2 separate regions of the Mus musculus genome follow, and region 1 is linked to region 2. The links are chromatin contacts, called in public HiChIP or PLAC-seq maps. All regions are on one chromosome and are shown on one strand. Each heading gives the region's core, a stretch centred on a gene start, on an enhancer-like site or on the middle of the called end of the contact. The rest is flanking DNA. Distances are from core to core; before and after follow the strand shown.

Region 1 (5,786 bases), core at 2,948-5,447, 640 kb before region 2:
GGAACCTGGGAATTGAATCCAGGTCCTCTGGAAGAGGTGCCAGTTGATAGCCATTTCTCCAGGCCCAGAATTATTTTTTGTTTGTTTGTTTGTTTTAAAGTATTAGTAAGTGACATGGCTACTGGGTTCCTGTATGAAGCCTTGGTGGGAAGTCTTTTTTTTCTCAGAATGTATACTGTGGGATTCAGATCTGGGAGTCCTGAAAATAAGACTCCAGAGAACAGAAGCTAGTTTTTGCCTTTAGAAAAGAAGCTTTCCCAGGCCGAACTCCAATCTGTGAGGAGGTGCTGAGCTCAGTTAATACCAATGGTCTGGGTATCCGTTCCACAAGAGAGATGTAGGTTAACACTGGCAGGAGCAAGGTGAGTAGGGTTGTCAGATGGGACCTGCTAAGGAATTAACAGACCAAGCAGTGTTCTAGAATAAGCAGCCAGGGATCACCGCACTGATTCTTGCAGTTCCTGGGTAGGAGGCTGGGGAGAATTGGGAGTATGAGTGACCACCTTCTCATAAAGCATCCACCCACACCAAAGTATACAATGCTGCATGGGCTCTCATGTTCACAGATGCATGAGCCAGCAGCAGCTTGGGCTTCAGAAACAGGTATAGACACATCCACGCACCCTCCCTCTGGGCACACGCACACACACCAGCGGAGATGCTTGAAGGGGCTTGTGCTCAGTCCAAAGGGACCACAACACCCAATGTGTTTGAAGTAGTTTCCAGGCTGGAGGTAGTCAGAGTCAGAGGAACAAGACTAGGTAGATCCTTGGTGGCTGTCTCTGGGGCCCGAGGATTCTCTTGCAAGAGTAGCAAGTGCTCTTAACTGTTGAGCCACCTCTCCAGTCCCTTGCTTTTATTTTTTAACGTGGCTTCGTGCTAGCCTGAGCTGCTTTCAAGCTTTTGTTATTCTGCCTCCTCACAAGTGTTGGAATTACAGTTATAAGCCACCATGTGAAGAGTTCTTAAGGGGAGAGAGATTGGTGGTCCCTTGTTACTAACCCATCCCAGGCTCCAGCCCCATGCATTCTTAGAGTAGACCACAGCCTTTAGGCAGGTCGACAGACTGGCTGGGAACAGGAGACAGTTTGTTTTCTTTGTGACCGCTTTCTTAGGCTTGGGGTGGTTTGGCCTGTTGATGTGGCACACCATACTGGCTGTGCCATAGGGCTGGGGCAGCATGTGGAAGTGGAGAGCGTTTCTGTGACTCAGTATCCCTGTTTGGTTCATGTTGGCGTAAGCTAAAATAAGTCTTTAAAGCAGCAGCCACCTGAAGCCTGTAGAACTTGCAGATCCTCCCAAGAGAGAGCCCCTGAGGCCAGACCAGTCAGCTTATAGCCACATTTGAGGGTCCGAGTCAAGGCCTTGTTTTATTTTTTTGATATAAGAAAAGAATTGGCTGGGCAGTGATGCTGCATGCCTTTAGTTCCAGCACTTGGGAGGCAGAGGCAGGCAGATTTCTGAATTCAGGCAAGCCTGGTCTACAGAGTGAATTCCAGGACAGCCAGGGCTACACAGAGAAGAGAAACCCTGTCTCCAAAAAAAAAAAAAAAAAAAGAGAGAGAGAGAAAAGAAAAGTGGTGGGTGGGAAAGAGCCCAGCAGGTGGCGCTGCTGCCTCTCTGCTGGGCTGGTTAACAGCGAGTTTCTCCCAGAACCTCCTTGTCCCCCAGAGATGCTGAGTATGGATTTGTTTATTGAATTTAATGCCACGGAAGAGCACTCCATGAAAAAGATCTTTCCTTTTAGTTTGAATGTATCGTGGCTTTCTCACTTTTAATGAGGATCCTGTAGGGACCATTAGGGTCTTTCCCAAAGCCTCAGGTTTCCCAGTGATCGGTCCACCGGGATGTGGTAGGGGTTTTTCCTTTTGTGAAGTTCTGAGAGGTTGACTTGTGGCTTGCTGTCTCCCGGTGCTGCTGGCTGTGGGTCACTGAACAACCAAAGCCGCACGTCCTTCATCGGGGAAAGCCGTGTGCAGACTGTTTGCTCGGCATGACAGCGGAGGCCGGCTAGGCCAGGGCCTGCCAGGCCAGGGCCTGCCAGGACTTGAAACCATGAGGCGAGTAGGTGTGTGGTTCTGGGCTCTCTCTTCCTCCCAAAGCTATCTTGGCTTGCCAGTTCCCAAAGCCTCATGCACAGAGCACTGGGAAGGGTGTACTGAGCCTGGGGTGAGAACCCTGGGCCCAAACTGCCGATGAACGGAGGGCTGGGGGTGGGCTGTCTGAGGCTGAGCTGGCAGGTTTCTTGGCTTTTTGCAGCTGCCTTCTGGGGTTAGACGGTGCACTCTCTAGCCAGCCAGGTCATGGGGCCTCCTTGCTGGCACAGTCCCCACTGGCTTCTGGGCCTGTAGAGAATGGATGCGGGAACAACCGTGTGCAGTTGTAACAAGGAAAGGCATAGAGGCTGTGTGCTTAGGTCTGTGGCCTGGGGGATCACTCGGTGGTAGAGCTCTGGCTTAGAATATGCAAAGCCTGGACCAGAGCCTTAGCCTTCCAAAGCCCAAGTCTGAGACTCTGGAGCCCAGAAGAGGCAGTCCTGGTTGTACATACTTCTGCCTGCCTCCCCTAGAAGGCCAGGCCAAAGGAAACATCGCTCCCGCGGCTCCTGACTCCAGTAAGGAACTGCTTTGCCTTCTCTCCCCAGGCCCTCTGGTATGGCATTTTGGGAAGTCTTGTCTCAGTTACATCTCCTGTCCATCTGCTCTGCCTGACTTGATGGTCCTAGAAAAGGCGATGGCCATATCCTGACATAGGAGGAACACCCAGGTGCTGGGAGGTCCCGCAGTCTGTCCCCGGCAGGTAGAGGCTAGTCTGGAGTAGAACTGAGGATCTAGGCAGGGGGCTGCTGCTTTGGGGGATTTAAGGAAGGTGGGAAGGAAGGCGTCTCAGGTCTTCATTGTCTGTCACCTGATGGCCACGCTCAGATCACCAGTGTTAACGAAACCCTGGTGCCTGGAGGCAGGTGGGTACTCCCCTCCCTTGCCCTGAGCCAGTCTGACTAATTTACAGCTTTTTATTTTTCTTTGTTACCCCCAAAGGCTTCTTTCTGAGGTGACAAATGGTGGGGGTGGGGGTTGGTTTCAAGTTTTCACATTACTGAGTGGAAATAACACCCCATCCACACAACCTTTCTATTTAAAAAAAAAAACAATCAAAAGCCAAAACACAAACAAACAAACAAAAATCAAAAACCAAACCAAACCAAAAGCAAAAAGCAGCTCCTACAGAACAGGCAAGCTTCACCTTGAAAGCACTGAACAAGTCCCCATCTTTGGCCTTCTTTTGCTCAGAGAACTGAAGAGTTCAGAGGAGAGGGCTGAGCAGTGGCAGGGACCACCCCTCTAGAGGTGGCAGCACCTGCCATTTTGCTAAAAGTTAGGGGAAGACCTTCTGTTCCTCCAGCTCCGGGTTTGCATGGGTTCCCATGGCCTGTGGTAGAGTGCAGGACGCGCGGGACTGTCAGCTCAGGGTGAGGAGGGACGGAGTGGGGAGGAATCGGCTCTCTTCCTTAGCTAATTTGATCCTGTAGGGCCGGGACTAATGTCTCTCCCTGAGAGAGGGCTCTTTAGGTAGAGAGGTAGGTGGGAAAACACAGGCTCCATCTGGCACGTAGAGACTGGGGAGGGGGTGCCACCCCCTCCTGTCTTTGGCTGGTAGCATTATAAACTACCCCCTGCCAGGGGCAGATGGCCTCCATGGCAGATGGAGACTAGGCCAGCAGTGGGATGGGCTTCCTAGCCTCAGCCTGGCCTCCTCACAGGCTAATAAGACAACCAAGGAGGCAGTGACAGGACAACTTCCCTCCTCCCCCCCACTCCCGCCCCCATCTCTCCCCTCGCGTGTGTACGGGCACGTGTGCGCATGCGCACCCCCCCCCTTTTTTTTTTTTTTTAAACTAGTCTGTGGAAGAAGTAAGGCGCTCCCAGATAGAGCCAGTGGATATCAAGACACTGTTTACTCTGTAGTTTGGGGTGGCAGGTGCTTAGGCCTAACACTGCCCACCTGTCTGGGTTCCTGATGCTCCGCATCGTTGGTTCTCCAGCGAGGCTGATAGTCTCTGGGGTTGGGAGACTGCTGCCGCTAGAGCTCAACTTGCTAGATGAAGATCCTTTCCTAGGTCCCCAGAGCATGGGCCTGGGCAGCAGCTCCTCCCCGAGGACGCACCCCTTTATTATGCGTTCCTGCCCCCTCGCTGCTCAGGCAGGCAGCGGCCTTCATTAGCCAAGGAGCCGGGGTCTGTTTTGGCTGCCTCATCAGCATCAGTGAACTGCGTCCCTGCGAGATTTGATACAATTTAATTAACCTAATTAAAAGCTCTGATTGCAGAGATGATTGGGGTAGCGCCAGCAGCGACTGCATATTTATAATGAGCTGCAAGGTGTGGGACCGCAGCCAAACGCCACGCATCCTAATGAGCGGGAGCCGGGAGCCAGGGAGCGGGAGAAGGAACGTTTATTTTTGGCAACAATGCCCAGTTCCTCCCTGCCAGGGAGTCAGAGACCCAGGGAGCAGAGACCGACCTGCCCACCACTCTCTTCTGCACAAGGTGAAAGCAGAAATGTGGGCTTTTCCTGCAGGCGGTGTTGCGCCTTTGGACACCCCCCACTTGCCCGGAACTCGGTGCTAGGGTCTCTGTTTGCAGAGTGGGGGTGGGGTGGCCGGGGCCCTTCCGCTGTTTCTCTCCATCTCTGGGAGCTCGGGACCACCTTCAGAGCCGTTCTGAAGACACAAGGTCCTGACTCATTTCCAGGCTCTCCTCTTAAATTTGTAAAAGGAAAGGAGGCCAACCAAGACAAGCTCAAAGGTGAGGCGAGATGTCAGAAAAGGGGTCTGAATGTCCAAGAGTCCCAAGTGAGGATCCTGGGCCTAGAGCAGGTAGGAGAAACAGCAACATAAACTCCCTGCTCATTCTACAAGTTGGAGTCTGGTATACCCAGCTCCTGGCTCCCTCCGAGGACCCTGCCCACCTCCCCTGGACTCTCCTCTCCCACTGCCTCTGTCTAGGGGAAATCTCGGTTTGTCTGACTCAGCGCTTCCGCTGTAAATCACATCTAATAATAACGAGAGTGAGAGCTGAGGCAGAGATGCTGTGGGTGAAGGGACGCACTGCCCAGGTGTTAAGGGGGCAGGGGTCCCTCGGTGAGCTCCAGAAGCCTTCATCAGAGGCCAGGAGGGAGAAGCAGGAAGTGGCCTTCTAGCCCCCTAGTCCCTCCTGTTCTGGAGTGTTCTTTGTATGTATGGGTCATGAGCTCAGCCAGGCTGGCCCAGCCCCCCAAAACTGTGAGCACTGCCAGGACAAGATGAGATTTGTCCCCAGCCCACCTTGCAGACTTGCAGCTTTTTAGCACCCTTATCAATCTTCTCTGTGGGTTTAATCATCTCTCTGTCATCCTGCAGGGCCAGCCCTCCCCTTCTGGAGCTCTTCAGCCCCAGCCCCTCCCCCAGGCACAACCCTCTTCCCTCACCTGACACCCCTGGTAAGAGAGACACAGTGGACCAGGGTGGTTTGGCCTTACATTTCAGTGGTAAGGGCTGAGTCAGGGGCTAGCTTTAAAGAAAACATAGGACTTTGTATTGCAGAGAACTGGCAGAGAACGTGCCCTACCTGGGTCTCCATTTGACTCCATTTCAGACTGGGTAGGATAAAGCCTAAAGGTTGGCCATGACCTTCAGCCTGGACTTGAGAGACTCCTGTGCAGGTGCAGTTTATGTTCTCGCCAACCCTGGCCTTCTTGGGGGGCTCAGGAGCCTGTGGCTAGGAACCATGAGCCCATGACTTTGTGGGC
Region 2 (5,865 bases), core at 2,716-5,215:
CCATTGTGTGTGCATTCTTTCAGTTCAGTGAGCAAGCGCTCCTGCCCCAAGATCTGCGGGCATGCTATTCTCTGCCTGAATGAATATTCTTTCTTACCAATATCTCCAACTACTGAACTACCCTTCTCCCATTTCCTCACCGTGCCCCTCTCCTCCCCTCCCCTCGAATTTCATCTCTGGAGAATGACTGCTAGGACCACAATATTGAGTCTTCAAGTGCACAGTGAAGTGGGTTGCGTTCCATGCCTCAGTCCTCCAAGAAGGGTTCTTATTAAATCAGTAGTGCCTTTTCTAATCAGCGGCACACGCTACATTTTTTGAAGTGACAGTAACTGTTAAATGAATGGCAGACAAGCCCCCTTCCCCTTCCATACAGCTGATTCTGACTCTGACACCATCTGACTCACCCCCTGCTCATTAAGGCCGTTCAGGCAGTGCCCTCTGACTGTTCTGGCTTCTCTTATAGTCACCTGAACCACAGCCGCCCTCAGAAAACTCCAGCTGGGACTGCCTACGTTACAGAACCTGCTATTCCTTCCTGGGCACCTTAGCTCTCCCAGGTTCAAAAGTTCCAGCGGCCTCTCTCAGGGTGAGCATCGCTGACCCTCCCATCTAAGCTGCAAGTACACACAAGGTGTGTGTGTGTGTGTGTGTGTGTGTGTGTGTGTGTGTGTGTGTGTGAGTGTGTGTGAGTGTGTGTGTGAGTGTGTGTGTGTGAGTGTGTGTGTGTGTGAGTGTGTGTGTGAGTATGTGTGTGTGAGTATGTGTGTGTGAGTGTGTGTGTGTGTGTGTGTGAGTGTGTGTGTGTTTCTCCAGTGTTCTAGACTGAATTATTATAGCCAGAGGGAGCCATTCATCAGCTCTGACACTGCAAGAAGCTTCCTAGGCAAACAGCTTTATTGCTGTGTGAGATTAACCCAGACTGTAGTAATTTGTAACAAAGATAAGAAAATTGCACTGGTCTCTCAGAAATAAATCTGAATTCCAGAGTGGACAAAGGGGACTTCAACTTGAAATCTGCTATTTCAGATATAATCAAATTTATAACTGTCCCTGAAGAGTCTAAAAAGCAAAGTGCAGCTTAAGGCTCAAGGTGTCACTCCAGGACCTGCCATGGTGAAATCTATTTAGCCGGACCACATAACATGCTGCATGTAAGAAACCCCTCCCCCCACCACACACACACACCTTACTTTTATGGAAGACTGCTTGGTCTATTTGAGAAGCTTTCCCTGTCCATCTGGCGTCATGAGATGAGGAGGTGTCGTTGAGACAGGGGGATTTCACAGGAGGTCGGGCAACCTGTCTCTTACCAGCTGTAAAATCTCAGAGAAACAGAAGATATGAGGCCCCTCCCAGAGCTGCTGTGAGGACGGAACGAGATAAGCATCTGAAAATGGGATGCAGGTGTCAGTTATTAATGAGAACTTGTTAACCTCAAAGGTTTTGTGGGCTGAGCTCCAAAAAACTGCCACTGGGCCAGGACTTCATTGTAGAAGCGTAGCTGTCTGCCATCACGGAAAAGGGGTCTTGTAATTATATCCATTAACAGAAGACAGAAACTGGAGGCCAGAGAGGCCATGGAACCTTACTCAGGGTTCCACAGCCAGTAAGGGGCAGGACATGGGTTTGAACACCCGCTCTTGGAAGAAGCCATATAGTGTTTTCCATTATGTGGCAGCCACTGTGCCGGCCACAGAGCTATAGAGGTGACAGTCTTGTGGTGTCAGACCCAGCAGAACACAGCGGCTGGTGGAGCACATGTCTATGAATAAGCTAGTGCCTTTAATACATCAGCAAGCGATACTTATGCCAGGTATGGGTCTGACTGCTCTGTGCCAATCTCATTTGGTTCTTACACAACCAGAGGAATTGGACACTGTTATTTCCTCCATGTGGATATGGGAACAAGCTCCAAGATCAGATGCAGTTCAGCAGTAGAACAAGGAATTTAACCGAGGCTGTTTCTCCTCTGCTGCAGAAGACGCCACGGGAGAGATAGGTTCAAGAGCCTCAGGAATCACAAGCTGCAAAGAGGCTGAAGGTCTCCCAGAAGAATTAACACTTGGAGCAGGAAAAGAAGCAGAGGAAACAGGGAACTGTCTCAGATAGGCCTGCCACTCAGAGTGACCTGATCCGCCTTGAGCTGAGTGACACAGGCAGGGAAATGGGCAGCCCCAGGGAACCTGGCTGTGCAGGCTCTCATCCCGGGAGACCAGGCCCTGTGTTCCCATCTCTGTAATGACACTCAGGTCCAGTTCACAGTGGGCACTAGTTTCTTGTGGAGATTAGCACTCAGTCTACAGAAATTCAGTCCAAGAAGAGTTCTTAAGGACGAGGTCATCCAAAGTCTTCATTTTACAGGAAGGAAACTAGGAGCCAACAAGGGACAGAATTGGGTTAAACTATTCAGATTCCATGTGTCTGAGGGTCCAGACAGACCCAAACCACAGGTGCCAGGAAAGTAGCCTAATTGAACCATCTCTGGGCCTGCAAAGAATTAAGGGAGCGACTCCAGGCAGACCCTGGCAGACATGGGCAATACAGCGCCGATGACATCACCAGATGGATCCCACTGGGTGACTAAGCTGTAACAAGTGAAGCCCTGCCAGCCTCAGTTTCCACATTTGGAAAACAGGGAGAGCAGCCGCTGTCATTACATCATTGTGAGGATTAAATGACAGCCAGGAAGAAGTGGATAAGATACAAGATGCGGGGCGATCCTTCTTCAAATAGAACTGATTCACCCCCTTCATGAAACCTAGTCGGTGGCCTCTGGGGCCCATGGCATTTTCATGTTCGATGTTCTCATCGTCTCTCCCTCTGCCATCCAAAGCTTGTCCCCCTATCCCCACCTTTCCTACCCAACCTCCTTATCCCTGATCTAGAAATTCCTATTAAAACCCATGAGATCTCACAGTGACTCAGACTCTTGAAGGTGACCCAAAATGTCCAATCAGAGAAGGGAGAGGGTGAGTTCATCGAAGTTGCTCAGAGGTCTGCTTCCACTATCAGGTGTGGGAGGAACACCTGTCAGAGAGTGGCCCGCCCCCCAGCCCTCCTGATTGAAAGGGAAGCAGACAGGATGGGCCACCCAGCATCACATTCTCCAGCTCTTACTCATAGGCCCCAGGAAAACACAAGTTTCAGGGGTCTGCACTGGGACCAGACTTTCTTGTTGCTGTCTACACAAAGAAGGCCTGTACGCACGCACGCGCGCGCGTGCGCATACACACACACACACACACACACACACACACACACACACACATGCTGTTGGGGGTTGGGGGACATCCCAGTGCAGAGGTGGGTCACCTGGCCAGCAGCTTACATCGTTCCCTTTCCCCCCTCAAACCATTCCAGGGGGTCCGTCAAGACACCTCTTTTGTACTTTGCCCGAGAAGAAAGTAAATATTTTTCAATGAAATTCAGCAATCAATTAAACGCCGTCTCTCTTTAATACAAACGTTGAACCAACAGCGGCTGCACATTCCAACAAGAATATTTAAAGCAATTAAACTTTAGCTACTTTTAAAACAAATTCTTTTAAATGCTAATGGCCATTGTTTTCGCACTTCATAAGTAAAATTTTGTGTCGAGCAAGGTTAGATGATTGCAATGATTTAATTGTACTTCTCAGAGAAGAGAAAATGTTAAGAAAAAAAGCTAAGATGGACCTCTTACCACATCCCTACCACAAAATGTCCTGTAACAATAGCAGCGTGATTTGCTGAAATTAAAATGCTATTATGGTGAAATTAGGGCTTCAATATTTTTAGCAGCCTTAATAGGCCTTGCATTTTAAGGGACATCTGATAATAGATAATTACATTTCATCTTAAAGAAACTGAGTTGTTTTCTTAAGGAAAATACTTTTCTTTCTTCCAGAGAGGTTAGAGCCGAGCCATCATTAGAAGCAGCTCTGAGCTCGAGGTTCCTGCTTCGGCTTGGGAAATAGAGATTAGCATATAAATAGCCTTCGGAGCCTGCTTGATTCCAGCTATTTTGCGTTTCAATGTGGCATCAGAATGCACTTAGCAAGAAATGTTCGAGAGGAGAAAGAGGTTTGTAATACGTCGCTTTTATAGAGGGGGGAACTTTAAGTATAAAAGATCACCCACTCTTCTGTGGGCCTTTTTTTTTCTGTATCCTTTCAATACCCCAATTACAGACTCCAAGGAGCCAACGGGCCCCCTAGAACGGATCCTTAGTTTACACTGCAGCTTTTCTCTGGACTGAGAAAATATGTCCAAATGGCCCACAGGAAATAAGACAAATATTCGGGTTTCCTTCTGGATGCGGTAAGGGTCCTGGGGGGCCGCAATGTGCCCTTTATCCTCACTCTCCTTCTACCCATCAGCAGTGGGGACGTGGACGGCTCCTCCAGGTCCCATTTGCTGGAGCAATGAGGGAGATTCCTGGCTGGCTGCCTGAAGGCTAGTTTCTCTCCTGGGAAATCTCAGGGACTGGGCATGGAGCCTGAGGGTCTCTCTGCTCTCCTCCATATTCCCGACTACTGCCAACACACACACACACACACACACACACACACACACACACACACACACACATGGTAGCTAGATGATTTGTACAGGGCACTGGACAGCTGTAGGAAGCGTGCTCAGCTGTTTGCACGGGGCTGGGGAGACAGTGGGTGAATGACATGATTTTTCCTAAATGCTTCAGTGGGAGAGGGATGTAAGCCAGGCACTGACAGCAGAATGACTTTCAAATGGAAATAGGAACCCTCACCAGGACAGAGAAGATAATTTCTCCTACCCTTAATCCATAACCAGGTTACTCACCAAGAGTCTCTTGTCAGTGTGGAGCCCTGGGTTCAAGTTCAGGCTCCTCTGTGAGCTTGATATGTGTATAGAAGTAGAAGCAATGGCAAGCCCTTCCCTACCCCGTCATGAAGAAGATGGATACTTTTCTATAATAAAGGTGACACTCAGGAGGCAAGTAGATCTCTCTGACCTCAAGTCCTGGTCTATATAGTGAGTTCCAGGCCAGTCAGGGCTACATAGTGAGATATTGTCTCCAACCTCCATCCACCAAACCAACCAACCAAACAAACAAACAAGAAAGCAAGCAAACAAACAAACAAAAAACAGAAAGAAGGAAGGAGGGAGGGAGGGAGGGAGGGAAGGAAGGTGTTCTGTTTTGCTTTCTACTGCCGTGATAAACACCAGGACCAAATGCAGCAGGGGGAGGATAGGGTTAATTTCATCTAACAACTCTCCATGGGGGGAGAAGGGGGGCAGGAACCTGAAACAGAAGCCGGGACTGGGGGCTGGGTGTGTTTGTGGGGGTGCTTCTTGGTTCCATTTCCACAGCTTGCCCAATCTGCTTTCTTATATAACTCAGGACCACCCATCCAAAAAGCACTACCCACTGTGGGGTGCCCCCCCCACATCCATCATTTATCAAGAAAATCCAACCCCCAACACCCGTGGACTTGCCCACAGGCCTATATGAGGGAGACCTTTTCTCAAATGAGGTTCCCTTTTCTGAGATGACTCTAGCTTGTATCAAATTGACAAAAACAAAAACAAAAACAGAAACAAAAACAACAACAACAAAAACCAACCCCACCTAACCAGCACACCAAGTTACTGCAGAAAAGTTTAAAAATAGGAACTGAAGACCAAAATAAAGCACATGTGTGCCGACGATTCTCCAAGCTGAATAACTGATTAGGAGGGTCTGAATACTGCAGATCAAAAGCCAAGTTACCTTGGGCTATTTTCAGTGCCTTTGAGAACCATTCACTCTTTGCTTCTGTGTCCGTAACTGTCAAAACCTGTAAGACACGTCTGAGCCATGGCCACTAGCTTTCACCAATCTGAAAAGCTAAGGATGCAA

Evidence for each region. HiChIP or PLAC-seq counts read pairs in DNA pulled down with a chosen protein or histone mark.
Region 1: an H3K4me3 HiChIP or PLAC-seq map of embryonic basal ganglia shows a contact between it and region 2, with 6 times the contacts expected there. The contact joins two enhancer-like sites. A contact is called at or near these places in 2 of 484 Hi-C or Micro-C datasets (embryonic somatosensory cortex and neural progenitor cells), 7 of 115 datasets of contacts at active chromatin or transcription factors (astrocytes, embryonic basal ganglia, embryonic forebrain and 4 more) and 2 of 9 other capture datasets (embryonic stem cells and embryonic tail).

What each region holds. Positions count from the first base shown.
Region 1 is chr4:124,671,057-124,676,842 of GRCm38.p6, reverse strand. No RefSeq gene overlaps it. Among named protein-coding and RNA genes, the nearest start is that of Gm38545, 5.8 kb to the right of the region's middle. Within about 2 kb of position 4,197, at least 48 of the 459 cell types and tissues checked have an H3K27ac peak or open chromatin away from gene starts, as enhancers often do. A contact at or near this core is called in embryonic basal ganglia and forebrain, where this site is marked.
Region 2 is chr4:124,034,026-124,039,890 of GRCm38.p6, reverse strand. No RefSeq gene overlaps it. Among named protein-coding and RNA genes, the nearest start is that of Gm40241, 17 kb to the left of the region's middle. Within about 2 kb of position 3,965, at least 39 of the 459 cell types and tissues checked have an H3K27ac peak or open chromatin away from gene starts, as enhancers often do. A contact at or near this core is called in embryonic basal ganglia and forebrain, where this site is marked.